5 separate regions of the Mus musculus genome follow, and all the other regions are linked to region 2. A link is a contact called in public HiChIP or PLAC-seq, Micro-C and promoter capture Hi-C data. All regions are on one chromosome and are shown on one strand. The core of a region is the stretch at or near the end of the contact, and the rest is flanking DNA. Distances in the headings are between cores, read along the strand shown.

Region 1 (2,700 bases), core at 153-2,652, 420 kb after region 2:
CAGGTGAGGGCTGAAACCAGACCGGAAAGAGGTGGGCAACGCTGAGACATGGGTGAAACCAGGACCTCTGAAAGGGTTCTCTGGTTCCCAGGAAGGGAGCTAGAGGGGCAGTTAGCAACTGAGTTTTATCCCTTGAGTTGTCTCCTCTTGCCCCGACAAGGGCCTTGGGTTCCTCACCTGTAATTTGCTTCGAAGGTCAGAAGCTAGCAGTGGCTGGTCCTTTCCCATTCTGTATTTCCTTCTTGACATGGGGACTGGGCTAACCTAGTGACTCCCAGCACGGTTCAGTGCAGGCTTCAGGAAGAATTTCCAGGTGACCCAGAGCCGACTGTTGGGTAGAATTTGGACAGATCAGTTGTAAACAGGGTAGTTACACCTTTGTCTTGAGCCTTCCAAAGTCCACATCTTCTAGAAGGCCCACCTATGGCCACAAGGACACAATGGCCACAGTGATCTGTTTACCAGGTAGTCTTGCTCTCCCGTTTGGAGCCTTAGAGTGACCTGAGCACGTCCCAAGGCCTTGCTTATCTTAGGATTTATTAGGGTGAGGAGTGGGGAAGACCACACAGATGCCCCTAACTGCTGCTTGACCTTGGTGAGACCTTGGACCCCAGTCTTTCTATCTTCTTCAGCACTGCACAGCCGCCTGAGGGGTGGGGAAACTTATGGCTGCTGGGCTGCTGGGCATGGGGCAGAGGCAGAGCTGTGCGCTTGGTTTCCCTCTTCCCCCAACCCCATCAGTCCTGGGCTGGCTGCCCGCTTTTTTCCCCACAGAGCTGGGTTTCCCTGGGGACCAGTGGCTTGGCCTAGCCCCACACCCACAGCCCCCTCCTGGCCACAACTCATGCTAGAAGGCGGGCTGGACCCTCCAGGACACTGGCCTTCCGTGCCCTGCTGACCAAGGCCCAGTAGTCTCTCTCCATTGCTGGGCTGGGAGCAAGGAGCAGTGACTCCCATGGAAAGAGGTAGGTGACTAGAGGTTGCTAGTCAGGGCAGTGGCCAAGGCTGGGCTGGGACCCTTGTCACTCTCAGTGGAAGAAGAAGGATTCTGGGGACTCTGGTTGTCAGGGTTTTCTGTAGACGTGGTGGTCTTATCTAGGGAAATGGAGAGTCTCAGAGTCTCCAGACTTGTGGGATTTAGAAAAGGGGAATCTAGGGCTAGGTCTATGTAGTCGCAGGTTTATGGGCAGTAGCAGATATTAGAGCACAGAGGGTCTCCAACAAAGGATGCAGTAAGGGGAATCTGAGGTTCCTATGCCTAGAAGCCTCAAAGGGAGACAGATGCCCTACAAACAAGATCTGCCCTCCTCATGTAAGACTCTTCCAGGATTCCTCAAAGATGCCTCTGACTCTACCCAGACCTGCATCAGTGCTAGGACCCAATTTCCCATCTCCCCTGCAGGTCCTAAAGCTGTCTAGCTGGCATGGCAGCTCTAGCGTCTCTGAGGGCCACAGGGGGTCCAGTCCTGCAGGGCACATCCTAGACCTTGGACAGCTGGACAGCCTGCCATCGTGCTCCCACCAGCCAGGCCAGATCCCAGGCCACCGTTCACCATGGGCGGCTGCTTCTCCAAGCCCAAGCCAGGTACCTCCCCTTCTCTGACAGCCTCCCCCTCCCTCTGTACTTCACCAACCTCCAAAGTAGGTCAGGCTAGGCAGGAGCCCAGAATGCTAATGCACTGCAGGCAAGAAGGGTAAAAACCTAGGAAAGCTCTCCTGGACTCCTCTCCTGTAGCATCCCCCTTTTTATTTGGGACTTTGGGTGTTAGTGGTGGGGACAACAGCTGATCCTTCTTAGAAAGTTGAGTCTAGAAGGTTCCTCTTATGCTGCGCAGAGCTAAGGGCTACTTCTCCATTCTGGAGAAGAGAGGCTTTGGGGGATGTTCTTAGCCACAGTGTAACCTCTTTGAGTCTCAATTTCCCTCTCTATAAAATAGAACTGGACACTGCCCTCTTAGGGTGACTGACAGGGTATCATGGACAGGTCCCTACTCTTATCATCCTGTGACATATCAGACATCATCTTGGCTTCTCTGGGCCTCATCTCCTGTTTTGTGTTTTTGTTTGGGTTTTTGTCTTTTGAGACAAGATCTCACTATGTAGACCAGGCTGGTCTCATACTCACACAGATCCTCCTGCCTGTGCCTTGCAAGTGCTAGGATCAAAGGCATGTACCACTCTTCTGTTTTCTCCATGTATATAGGAAATCTTGCCTAGCCCTAGAAACTCCAGCCAGGGGTAGGATCATTCCAAGGTACTACAGTACTTAGGATCTACCCTGCCAGGGGACTCATGTCTTTGGGTTTCTCCCTCAGTCTGCACATTCCTTCTACCCTAGTCGTAACATCCAGAAAGCAGAACCTGTAGCCATGACAGGGATGCAGAAACTGAGGACTTCAGAGCCCAGTGAGTGCTCCACCCACCCAACTTGCCCTGGCTGGCTCACTCTGCCAGCTTGCTCAGCTCTCCTTACCTGATACCCATCAGCTCGGTTACCTTGGGACTCATAAGACTTTTCTTCCTTTCTTGGGTCTGAGGTAGGACTTGGGGGAGAAAGCGGAGCTGTGACCCACCCACTGGCAGTATTGGTGAAGATTGTCCATCCTCGCCTGAGTCTGTGCCAGATCCTACAGCCTCTGCCATAGGTGCCCACTGTCTTTGTCTCAGTTTCTTCATAGAGTGGGCAGGAATGTGCCTGCA
Region 2 (2,700 bases), core at 32-2,531:
TGGAGTATCCATGATATGAACAGGTAGGTGTTAGAAGTGGGATGGGTAGGAAAGGAAGGCTGGAGGAGGCCTAACCAATGCTAAGGAAATAGGAAAATGCCGTATATAAACCTACTATTTTCTAAGCTATTAAAAAAAACACATTTTTTAAAAGATTTATTTATTTCATGTATGTGAATACACTGTCGCTGTCTTCAGACACACCAGAAGAGGGCATCAGATCCCGTTACAGATGGTTGTGAGCAATCCATGTGGTTGCTGGGAGTTGAAATCAGGACCTCTGGAAGAGCAGTCAGTGCTATTAACTGCTGAGCCATCTCTCCCGCTTAAATTCTTTAAAAATAGAAGAGTCAGCCAGATGGTTCAGTGAGTGAGGGTGCCGCTATCAAGCCTGCTGACCTGAGTTCAAATCCAGGATCAATATGGTAGGTGAGAAGCAGAGCTAACCTCTGGTGCACAGGCATGTGCTTATTCACACAATAAGCTTAAAATATAAAGTTCAAGATCATGTTTGAGCTACATAGTTGAGGCCAGCTTGAATTACAGAATTACAGAGATCATATTCTAAAAGCCAAAAAAACATGAGACTCCCTAGCTAGGACGAATACAAAAATAGAGTAATCAGTCACTTGGGAGACTCACTAAGTAAATGGCAACTCAAAGGGCCCACAATCTAATCAATTAGGGGTATCCTCAATACAATAAATCCTAACAAGCACACTCTAGAGGGCGCAAATACGTCCTGCAATGTGTACATTCACCCTCAGCAGTGTGCTTTGAAAAATCGATCTAAAGAGACTAAGAAAAAAATAACAGAAGAAGCGCAGATGTGGGCATGGAGACTGGGTGATACTGCCTGTGTTTTGTGGGTAGGAAATCTAATCTGGGGTTCCATAATTCAAGTCCACGCAGACCTGGAGGCTCTTGGATGGCGACTTGGAGAGTGGAGAAAGGGTGGTCAGTATGGAGAGAGGGAAGAAGCTTGCGCTCTAGGGACCCAGCTGCAGAGGTCCTCCTGCCTGCAGCCTGAGGCGCAAACCTGTGGAAAATCTCGGTCCTTTGGCCTTCCAGGACCCTACCTCCCCACCGGCCCCGCGACCTGCCGGTTCGCCTGGGTTCCTCGTCAGGCCAGCCCACCGGACTCCTGGCGAGCTCCACCCGGACACGTTCCAGCCCAGTCCCCCGAGCGCAGCGGGGCGCGGGTGGACGCGTGGGGCAGGGCGAGGGGCGGGGAGCGTGGAGGGGCGGAGCGGCGGGAACGCGAGGGCGGGGCTCGGACACTGATTGGGCATCGCCACGTTCCGAGGCCGTTTATGGCGGCTGGGCTGGGCTACGGGTCCAAAACAAAGGGCAGGCGGCCCGCGAGGCGGCGGCAGGAGGATGCCTCGCGCCCGGAGTGGGCGCCAACGGCCGGAGCGCGTCCCGGGTCACACCGGGACCGCCTGAAAACCGAGCTCGCGCCGACCGAGCCTGGGCCGGATGGGCGCAGCGGACCGCGGAGCGGCCGTGAGTACGGGCGGGCCTCAGGGGTTCTCTGCGGAGACCTGAGGATCTCCGGCTCCGGGAGGCGGGGAAGCACCTGTTGGGCGCGGGCGGGCCGGGCGGGAGTGCGGAGGATGCGTTGACTTTTTGTTCTGATGTTCCGAACTGTTGGTATTTGGGTCATTAGAAGACAACGCAAAATCCCGGTCTTTCTTTCTTTCTTTTTTCTTCGCCCCCCCCCCCCCATTGTTTTTTCCCCTACCTTAAAAAATGGGGAAAGAAATAAATACAGAAGATACCTCCAATAAAAGAATATTATGGGGTGGCATTTTCAAGTTGCCTGTACAATAATAACTAAAGGGAATTGTCCTCATTGTTTACCACTTGTGGCTCTAGGCTTTATCAATGTAAATTGCTAACAGTAGCAACTAAATAAGATATTCTCTACTCAATAACTGCACAAATGGTCATCTTCGATCGTGTACTGAGCTCCAGGATAGAAAGCCGGCAGAATTCTGTTTTGGATAGATAATAGACGTTGAAAACATCATTTTTCAGCCCAAGGTCTTTCTAATTCAGTTGCCTTATAAGTATCCACAATGTATTCACCTTAACTAATGTATCTTGTCAAAGAATTGACCATACTCCTCCTCGCTCCGCTGAAGTTCCAAGACCAGGCTCACCTCCTCTGGGGAACTTCTCCAGGCCCCTCTGAGTAAGCCACCCTCACCCATCACCCAGGGCCCTTTACCTCTGCTGTGTTCTGGTAGATGTGTTAACAAATGTTTGCTGAGTACCCGTCTCCCTCTCCCCTAGGGGCTGGTCCAGTGGGTGTCTGTGTGCATGTGTATGGTGGGGTACAAATAAATAAACACACACACACATGTATATTCACCGTGTGTGTGCCTGGTATCTAGAGAAGCCAGAAGAGGGCATCGGATCCCCTAGAGCCGAAGTTATGGATCCTCCACAAGAGCAGCAGGTGCTAAAGGATGTCAGCCCATCTCTCCAGCCATACTGTGGGCTCTTAAAAAAGTCAGGGGTGCTGTATTTGAAGAGTTTTGCTACCAGGATCCCTAGGTCTATGTGTTCCTAGCCAAGGGACTATGTGGTTAGCATGTCTTCTTAGGGATTAGACCAAAATCTTGACTTACCACAGATATATAGCAGCCCAGGGGCTGGCCCATATGAAACACTAAAAATACATACATACATACA
Region 3 (2,700 bases), core at 109-2,608, 340 kb after region 2:
ATCAAGTTTGAAAACTTACAAGGTCAAAGACCAGGTCACTCTGCCTTTCCACTTTTACCCATCAGCGCGCAGGTGCACATGTCACCCAGGTTCTTTCCATCTTTCAGAAAGTTGAATGGACAGACAGCCCCCTCCCTTCAGTGCTAACATACTGTGCTGAGTCTATTTACACATTCCTGGGCGAAAAGCAGCTGACTATTATTGTTCATCCACGTTGTGCCTGGCCTTAATATGTAAACTCATCAAAGCTTCACAGGTTTTATAGATAAGCAAATAGGCTGTTAGCATGCAAGTTTCTTCCTCAAGACTGCACACAGAAATTGTAAATTTAGTCAGCTCTGACTAAAATCTGTCTTCTTCCTATCACAACATCCTTTTGTTGTTGTTTGGTTTTTGGGTTTTTTTTTTCCCCTAAAAGAAAGCGGTTAGCCTCCTTAATCCTGGGGTTCTACCCTTCACCACCCACCCAGTTCACCTCTTATCCCAGGTCCAAGCATATCTTTTATCTTCCAAGATAAGGACTGGCGTGTCTTTCTCTTCTGAAGCAATCCTGAATTTAGTTCTCTGTCTACTAACAGTCCACTGCATATTCCTGCCACTGCATCTTCTCGAAACTCATCATCTTTTGATCCAGTCTAACGCTACCATCTCTTAAATAATAATACGATTTGCATAGCTGTCCTTCTCCACAATCCAGTGAGAAGGGCAAAAAGTGTGTAGGGGAGGAGGGCGTCCCATTTCATGAGAAAGACACCTCTCCAAGGTCATTGAATGAAAACAAAAAATCGGGACCAAAAGCCCGGATTGGACTCTTGGTCCTTGGCTCATCCTACCACGCCTCACAGGCAGTCACGATGCTGCCACAACCCCCGCGCCTGAGATGTCACAGCGGTAGTCCGCCCGCCCACAGCTCACTGCCCTCCCACTCCCACCGGTACCAGACCTCCCAGCGTCCTGTCGACTTCCCGACTCCTCTCTTCACCAGAACCCTCTCCCACCGACCTCCCTACATCGCTGCCACCTCTATTCAGGAGCCCCTCTCTAGTCGCAAGTAGCCTTCTCAGACCCAGCAGCGTCCCGCCGCTTCGCCACCTCAGGCCCCTCCTCCTGTCAGTACGCAGGGTTACCTTCTCCAAGGATGCTGGTCTCTGCACAGCCAGGGAGCGGGCCAGTGAAAGTACTGTGTTGAAATAAAAGCCTCGAGAGGTGCTGGAGCCAGAGCTGGACCCCGAGCCGCCGCCGCCGCCGCCGCCGCCACCGCCGCCTCCTCCCCGGGCCCCAGCAGCCGCCATCACAGCGCACGCCCCGGCGCAGGCGGCTGGGTTCACAGCTCTGGGCTCGCCACCACCGGTCCTTACTGCGCAGGCGCAGAGGCGGCCGACTTCCCGGCCACCTGACCACCTGACTCCTCCCCTCTCCCCTCCCCCGCACTGGGTGGGGCCTGGTCCCCCTCTGCCGCTCCGCCGCCGGGTTGGCTCTGGAGGCGGGGCTCTAGCGCAGTGCTGGCGGAAGTAGTGCGCGCGGCGTCCACAGTGAATCCGCCCGCCGGCGCTGGGCTATCGACTCCTCGCTCAGCAACCCCTCCTGCTTCCTAGGTGCAGGCCGTCTCCCGCACCATGTCTGGCTATCCTAAAAGCTATAATCCTTTCGACGATGACGTGGAAGAGGAAGACACCCGGCCCGCGCCGTGGAAGGACGTCCGCGACCTGCCTGACGGCCCCGACGCGCCCATTGACAGGCAGCAGTACCTGAGACAGGAGGTGTTGCGCAGGGCCGAGGCTACCGCTGCCAGTACCAGCAGGTCCTTGTCTCTCATGTATGAATCGGAGAAGATCGGAGTCGCCTCTTCCGAGGTGAGCCTGGGGCAGAACTGAGCTAAACCGGCCAATCAATGCGTTATAAAAACGGGATGAAGAAATATTTTGTTTACGATCTTTTGGTATTTTTCTAATTGCCTACCGTAAGTTCATGGACATAGTGTAAAGAATTATGTATCAGGATCACCTGATGTTTACCTCTGGAAGCTTCCTTATCTATTATTCTGCGAGGTTAATTTCTCCCTCGCTGCCCTGCCCTCATGTCTAGTTAAAAAGTAAACTCCAAATAATGTTCTGTGTGAGAGTAAAAATGCCAAAGTGCGGCCTGTATTTGGGAAGTAGTGTCTGTTTCATTTACATATAACTTGTTAGGCAGAAGCCTCAAGCTGTTCCTCTCTAGTGGCCCAGTTAAAGTGTGAACTGTGTATGCTTCAAGTGCCAGGTGGTGCCTGAAGTACTGACGCAAAGGGAGCCTGTGTTCTTCTTCTCACATCCTTGACCACTTTTCACCTTTCTAATGGGAATATTTAAGTCCCCTCGCCTGGGCTCCTGCTCAGGAAACCAGATCCTGAATTGAGTCGACTCTTACCTTTGTAGACCGTGTGTTATTGTGACAGCTCTTTCCATCCATAGAAAATTTCAGCAACTAGGAACTTTGCTTTCCTTTAATTTACCTGTATTTGCATATGCACAGTTTAAGGGTGTCCCCTGAAGCCGGAAGAGGGCACCAGGGAATCCCTTGGAGCTGGAGTTGACAGATGGGTGCTGGGAACAGAAATGGTCTTCTGAAACTTCTTTAAGACCTTTTCTTTTTGAGGAGTTCGGCTTGGTGGACAGCCTACCAATGAAGCCCAGGCTGGTCTGGAACTTAGAATTCTTGGTC
Region 4 (2,700 bases), core at 13-2,512, 510 kb after region 2:
GCCAGCGGCCAGAAAATCTGGATAGTGAGCTAGGAAGGGCACCTGCCAGACGCCCAGGTGAGACTCCGTGAAGTTGCGAATGCTGTGGTTAAAGATGGCATCCAAATAGCCACTCCAGGCACGGGCTACAGCGGCACCTCCAATGAGGTATTCTAGAAGCACATTCCAGCCTATGAGGAATGCCCATATCTCCCCCATGGACACGTACGTGAATAGGTATGCTGAGCCAGTACGGGGCACACGGGCTCCAAACTCTGCATAGCATAGGGCCGCCAGCAGGGAGGCTACAGCGGCCACCAAAAAGGACAAGAGCACAGCGGGGCCAGCCATGTCCTTGGCCACTGTGCCTGTGAGCACATAGAGCCCAGATCCCACCATGCCACCCACACCCAGTAGAGTCAAGTCCAGTGTGGACAGGCAGCGCCGCAGTGATGTCTCCATGCTAGACTCTTCCAGTGGCTTCAGACGGTTCAGTTTCTGGCAGAAGCGTGCCAAACAGGCAGTACTGGGCAGTCCCCGGGCCATGGCAGACGGAGTACTGAACCAGTTTCTGGAACCTACTGGGGACAGACAGCGGGAATAACCAACCATCCTCCATTCTTTCATAGACAGCCCACCCCAGTCCTCGCCTCCTCTCCTTAGGAGCCCAGGTCAGCTGCACCATGGACCTACTTTAGAAGGCTTGAATGGGACGCGTGTCAGGGACTGTGGGCAGAGGGATAGAACGCATGGAAGTCCTTCCTGTCAGCTTTCAGGGCAGTGGAACTGGCAGAGAGAAGCAGACCTGCAGCGGACCTGCGAACCAGGTAGGTGGTTCTGTGAGTGAGTGGGAGGTTGCTTAAGAACAGGCTTGGAACAGGCTGCACCACGAGCAAGAAGAAATGGGAGGCTTCCCTGGAGCAGTGCCAGGTTGTCAGGACCCGGAACAGGAGCCGCTCCTGCAGCCGGGAACGTGGCCAAAGGGACATGGCCTCAGAGAAAAGCGATCACCCCCTCTTCTGCCAGGTTGGAGGAACAGCTCACCTGAAGCCAGGAGGCCAGAGCTGCAAGGGCCCCGATTCCCGATTCCCGGATGTGAAAGCTGTGGTGCACCTCCCCTCGCCATATGCTCCGCAGCCACAGCTGCTGAGGCTAGCTGCCTCCGCCATGTCCCTGTGCCCCTAGACGCCCAAGCCTTCTCTTGCATTTACGTTCCCGCAGCAGCGGTCCCTCCAGACCCGCTATGACCCACCTGCTGTCGCCGTCGCTGCCACCGTGCGCACTGCGCCTGCCCCACTAGTTTACAACGCCTGCGTGCAGGGCCCGCCCCTCGCTGCCAGGCGCCAGATAAACCCGAGCCTCACGACTCACATCACTGGTTGGGTTCTGTACAGGGTCCCCGCACCGCACCACGTCACGTATCAGAATAACCCTCTAAGCGAGTAAACTTCCAACATCGAGACTAGAGCTGACCTGGGTCCTAGGGCTTACTCCACATTTCATCCACCTCCCTAGGTGAGGAAGCCTGCTCGACTAACCTGCTGAGCCCCTTCTCTGGGTCCAGGTTGGGGGTAGAGCCAAGCCTGATACCGCCCCAGAGCAATTACTCTCCTTGATCTCCCTCCACCCCAACACAACTACAATTGGAAAACGTCCAGGTCCCCACCACGGAGCCTGCAAATGTCCAGCACAGTGAGATGAAGACAGGGGTCTGGCAGAGTGACCCTGGCACTCTAAACCTCAGTGGAGTGGCAGTAAGCACCTTGCACACTAGGCTAGAGAGGGCAGCCTTCCGGACGTGTTCTGTGAATTGGCAGAATTTACAAAGCTATTGTCTGTCTGGTAGTGTCCCATAAAAGGACAGTAGCCAGCATCAGAAGACAGCTTGCAACTCTACAGCAGGACTGCCACTTAGGCCCTCAAATATCAGTGACAGCCTCAGAGCACCTGACAGGACCTGGACATTCTTAAAGGACTCTCCATTCATGATAGCCAGCAGCTCTCCGCATTTGTCACCAGCGTTCCCGCCATCAGGGTGCCTGGGTCAGCTACGGCATAAAATCTCCAGAGTCCGCTTATGCTTAGCTCTGAGGAATCTTTTCTCTCTCTCTTCTTCTCAGATTGAAAACAAAGGTGGCAGCTAGGTAGGGTGACCTATGCCTGTAATTCTGGCACTTGGAGGATCAAAAGATTGAAGACCATGTATAAGTATGTATACATAGTTTTCATATATGTATGTGTGGCAATACATATGTGGTGAGGTGCTGACTTGTTGACAGCAAGACAATAGCCCAGCAAAGCCAAGTCGGGCAAAACCGAGGTAGGCATGTTTCTCCCAGAACTTTATATATTTGACCTACAATACATATCTAATGTAGTTAGTATGTATATGCAATAAAATAAACATACAACTATATAATATATACTTGATTATATATGATGATAGAGTGATATAAATACACCACTAAAAATCTATATTTCATACACACAAATATTCAAATTTATGGATGATTACTGGAAACTTAGGATGCAGTCTGCATGACTCATTCAGATGAGGACAAAGCGGTTGGGTGACATTCCAGATACACAGGGACACTTGGAACACTGTGACCTCCTGATAGCCAACATCATCTGAAGGTGCTGCTGCTGTTTAGCGCACTCCCCCATCTCCTCGCCCTCACTTCCTGGACTTAACCAAGCCAGTGCTCCTCATCATGAGAC
Region 5 (2,700 bases), core at 99-2,598, 470 kb before region 2:
AAAAACCAGGATAGCTGGGCATAGTGAGTAGTAGCCTGCTTACCCAAGTGCCCTGAATTCTACTCCCAGTATGGGGGTGGGGGAATGGGGAGGGCACAAATAAATAAAAGAGCAAACAGAACCCTTTCTCCTACAAGCATAGCTGCTTTGCAGAAATAATTTATAGACTATACTGTGACTCTTGAAAGAGGATGTTTCATATTTTGATCGTCTCTTCAAAGCATTTGAAAATAAATCTAGTAACATAACAGAGGCATCAGACCAGTGTCTGTGCTGAAAACAACGGGTGACAAAATGCGATGACAAAGCAAACCATTTTCACTTAATAACATTTTCATTCAGTTTGGTGAATCACAGCTAGAACTGGAAGAGATCTCCAGAATACTTTATCAGTTTCTTACTTCTACAGGAAATGATTACAGAGGACTCTCCGTGATCCAGTTCATGCATCATCTCACATCCTGACTTATCTAACGTGAACACACACTTAACACACCATCCATCACGATTTTCTGTCATGTGCCTTCTATAGCTTCGGGACAAGGAATAGACAGCATATTTACCAGTCTCGACATTGATCATATTGATAAAAACACAAAGCTGCTTGCTCAATCATTACAAAATGAAAGTAAAGAAGGGTGAGATTTCTTTTTAAGATTCAAAATATTCAAAAACATAAACATTATCTGAGTGTTTGACTTTTGCCCTCGGGAAGGGAGCGCCAGGGAACTAAGGTCAACTGAGCAGAGGAATTTGGTGAATCTTAAACAGCAGTATATTGAAAAATAGGTTGTACAATTCCTAATAAAGCTTTTTCTAAGGGCACACCTTTAGTTTTTTAAGAACAAGCTGGCCATATTCTTGAAGCTTTGGGAGAAAGAACAAACTAACTAGGAATAGTGTCCTGCGGGGTAACTAACCTGTGAGGATCCCTTTCACAACAGAAGGCAGCCCTTTCCCCCAGGTCCTCAACAGCCAAAGGCACACACCCACACCCACTCCACTCCTAACACCCCGTCAAGCCCCCAACACGCGGCACGCCCTCCGCCAGTCCCCAACACAGGCGTCACGCCCCCAACACGCGCGGCACGCCCCCCGCCGGCCCCCCAACACGCGGCACGCCCTCGCTCCGCTCACCCACGCATTACCTGCGGCCTGGCTGGGTTGCGCGACACGGTCAAGGCGCCGCAATTGCGGCGAAGGCCTGCTCCAGGGCCGGGGGATCCCGGGCGGCAGGTAGGAGCCTGACTTCCGCCGGATGGCCACCCGCCTGAAGTTATGGTCGCTCTCGCTGTTCATGGTGGCCTGCGGTCACTCCCGCAAGCCTTGCCCCGCGCGCGTCCAGGTTGCGCGACTCCCTGCGCTCCCTCCCCGCGCAGGCCTCGCTTCCCGGGCCTGCGCTCCGACTCCGTCGTCGGACTCTCCGGCAGCGGCCGGCCCAGGCCGCCCCCGCTGCACAGCCAATCGCCAGAGTGCAGCGCGGTCCCGCCCGAGCGCCGAAGAGGCTTGGGGGGGACCGGCGTCGCCCATTGGCCCAGGGGAAGGCAGAGTGCACCTGCCTGGCTCACCTGAACCTCAGAAACGCCTCATCAGCTTACTTACCGACCACGCCCTGGGATGCTGGAAGAACAGTCTGGCTGTTACTCACCACACTTTCAAGAGCCAAAGTCTCCCAGGCTACCGCGCTGCAAACTTTAGGTAAGGAAACCCAGCTTTGAAAATGACTGAGAAGCCGGAATTCCAGATGCACCGCCGGCTCTTGGAAGAAGCGAATCAGCTTGCCGGGAGCGCTGTTCAAGCAATAAGGAAGCGCAGCTCTCACCTTAAAGGGAATAAAAGTTTCTTCTGCAGCCCTTTTGAGTAACCATGGCCCAGGAACACAGATTTAGACAACCTCAAATTCCATGTTCCAATGCGGAAGCAGTCTTAGAGTTTCACAGAACAAAGAAAGTCGTAAATCAAGGCAAGTTTAAAGTCCATTGGTAGGTATATCAGAGAGGCGGTTACCAGCAAGATGGAGGTTTTTGAATAGGCTTGAGATACTATCTCGTGACATTCTTAGCTTTGTGGTTGCTAGAAGTCATCTAAGTCAGTCAATAGATTCCAAAGGTTAGTTTAATCTGTTAGTCATGGGATGTTAGTTTTAAAGTAGAGGTGGACAAGAAATGACTGTTCCCCTGGGCTAAAGCTAGGCCAAGGTAAGTTAATTAGCCTCTGGGCTTGCAGCGTTCTAACCTCTCTACAGTACTGAAGTTCTAACCAGCCAGTCAGTCGGTGCAGACAGATTCCCTTCAGATTTCATCCACAGAATAACACTGGTTTCCAGAACAGCACAAGACCCAGTTTATCATGACCACTGTTAAAGATAATGTAGTAATAAAGTCAACAGATTTATGAATATGAAGCAGTTTCCAATGTACATTTCCACGGCAGAAAAAGGACATGACCACAGAGAAAAGACAAAAGTAGCTAACATGGTTACCTGGCTCAAGACAATAGCTTTTTTTTTTTTTAAAGATTTATTTATTTATTATATCTAAGTACACTGCAGCTGTCTTCAGACACTTCAGAAGACACTTCACACACTTCAGAAGAGGGAGTCAGATCTCCTTACGGATGGTTGTGAGCTACCATATGGTTGCTGGGACTTGAACTCAGGACCTTCAGAAGAGCAGTCGGGTGCTCTTAACCGCTGAGCCA

What was found. Promoter capture Hi-C pulls out the DNA fragments that hold promoters and counts their contacts. A called contact is a pair of places that touch in the nucleus more often than the background predicts. HiChIP or PLAC-seq counts read pairs in DNA pulled down with a chosen protein or histone mark.
Region 1: an HNF4G HiChIP or PLAC-seq map of pancreatic cancer cells shows a contact between it and region 2. The contact joins the promoter of Aifm3 here to the promoter of Ypel1 in region 2. A contact is called at or near these places in 5 of 39 promoter capture datasets (the C10 cell line, neural stem cells, pre-B cells and 2 more) and 1 of 115 datasets of contacts at active chromatin or transcription factors (pancreatic cancer cells).
Region 3: an H3K27ac HiChIP or PLAC-seq map of embryonic stem cells shows a contact between it and region 2, with 6 read pairs. The contact joins the promoter of Pi4ka here to the promoter of Ypel1 in region 2. A contact is called at or near these places in 4 of 39 promoter capture datasets (the C10 cell line, cranial neural crest, pre-B cells and 1 more), 4 of 115 datasets of contacts at active chromatin or transcription factors (bone marrow-derived macrophages, effector CD8 T cells and embryonic stem cells) and 2 of 9 other capture datasets (adipose tissue and embryonic stem cells).
Region 4: a promoter capture Hi-C map of liver shows a contact between it and region 2, with 3 times the contacts expected there. The contact joins the promoter of Slc7a4 here to the promoter of Ypel1 in region 2. A contact is called at or near these places in 4 of 39 promoter capture datasets (the C10 cell line, cranial neural crest and liver), 1 of 115 datasets of contacts at active chromatin or transcription factors (pancreatic cancer cells) and 2 of 9 other capture datasets (adipose tissue and embryonic stem cells).
Region 5: a contact with region 2 is called in a Micro-C map of embryonic stem cells, with 4 times the contacts expected there. The contact joins the promoter of Fgd4 here to the promoter of Ypel1 in region 2. A contact is called at or near these places in 3 of 39 promoter capture datasets (liver and stem cell-derived epiblast-like cells), 5 of 484 Hi-C or Micro-C datasets (all in embryonic stem cells) and 1 of 115 datasets of contacts at active chromatin or transcription factors (pancreatic cancer cells).

What each region holds. Positions count from the first base shown.
Region 1 is chr16:17,490,519-17,493,218 of GRCm38.p6, forward strand. It overlaps Aifm3 (apoptosis-inducing factor, mitochondrion-associated 3), which reads left to right and starts at 1,403. Exons shown (of 20, transcript NM_001291070.1): 1 at 1,403-1,585. The coding sequence starts at 1,555.
Region 2 is chr16:17,068,858-17,071,557 of GRCm38.p6, forward strand. Ypel1 (yippee like 1) reads left to right here and starts at 1,282. Exons shown (of 5, transcript NM_023249.6): 1 at 1,282-1,506.
Region 3 is chr16:17,404,507-17,407,206 of GRCm38.p6, forward strand. Pi4ka (phosphatidylinositol 4-kinase alpha) reads right to left here and starts at 1,359. Exons shown (of 55, transcript NM_001373955.1): 1 at 1,128-1,359. The coding sequence starts at 1,292. Snap29 (synaptosomal-associated protein 29) reads left to right here and starts at 1,494. Exons shown (of 5, transcript NM_023348.4): 1 at 1,494-1,853. The coding sequence starts at 1,617.
Region 4 is chr16:17,575,409-17,578,108 of GRCm38.p6, forward strand. It overlaps Slc7a4 (solute carrier family 7 (cationic amino acid transporter, y+ system), member 4), which reads right to left and starts at 1,263. Exons shown (of 5, transcript NM_144852.3): 1 at 1,232-1,263; 2 at 1-557. The coding sequence starts at 525. LOC115488657 (a long non-coding RNA gene) reads left to right here and starts at 471. Exons shown (of 2, transcript XR_003951946.1): 1 at 471-806; 2 at 1,006-1,349.
Region 5 is chr16:16,598,630-16,601,329 of GRCm38.p6, forward strand. It overlaps Fgd4 (FYVE, RhoGEF and PH domain containing 4), which reads right to left and starts at 1,349. Exons shown (of 17, transcript NM_001301817.1): 1 at 1,149-1,349. The coding sequence starts at 1,299.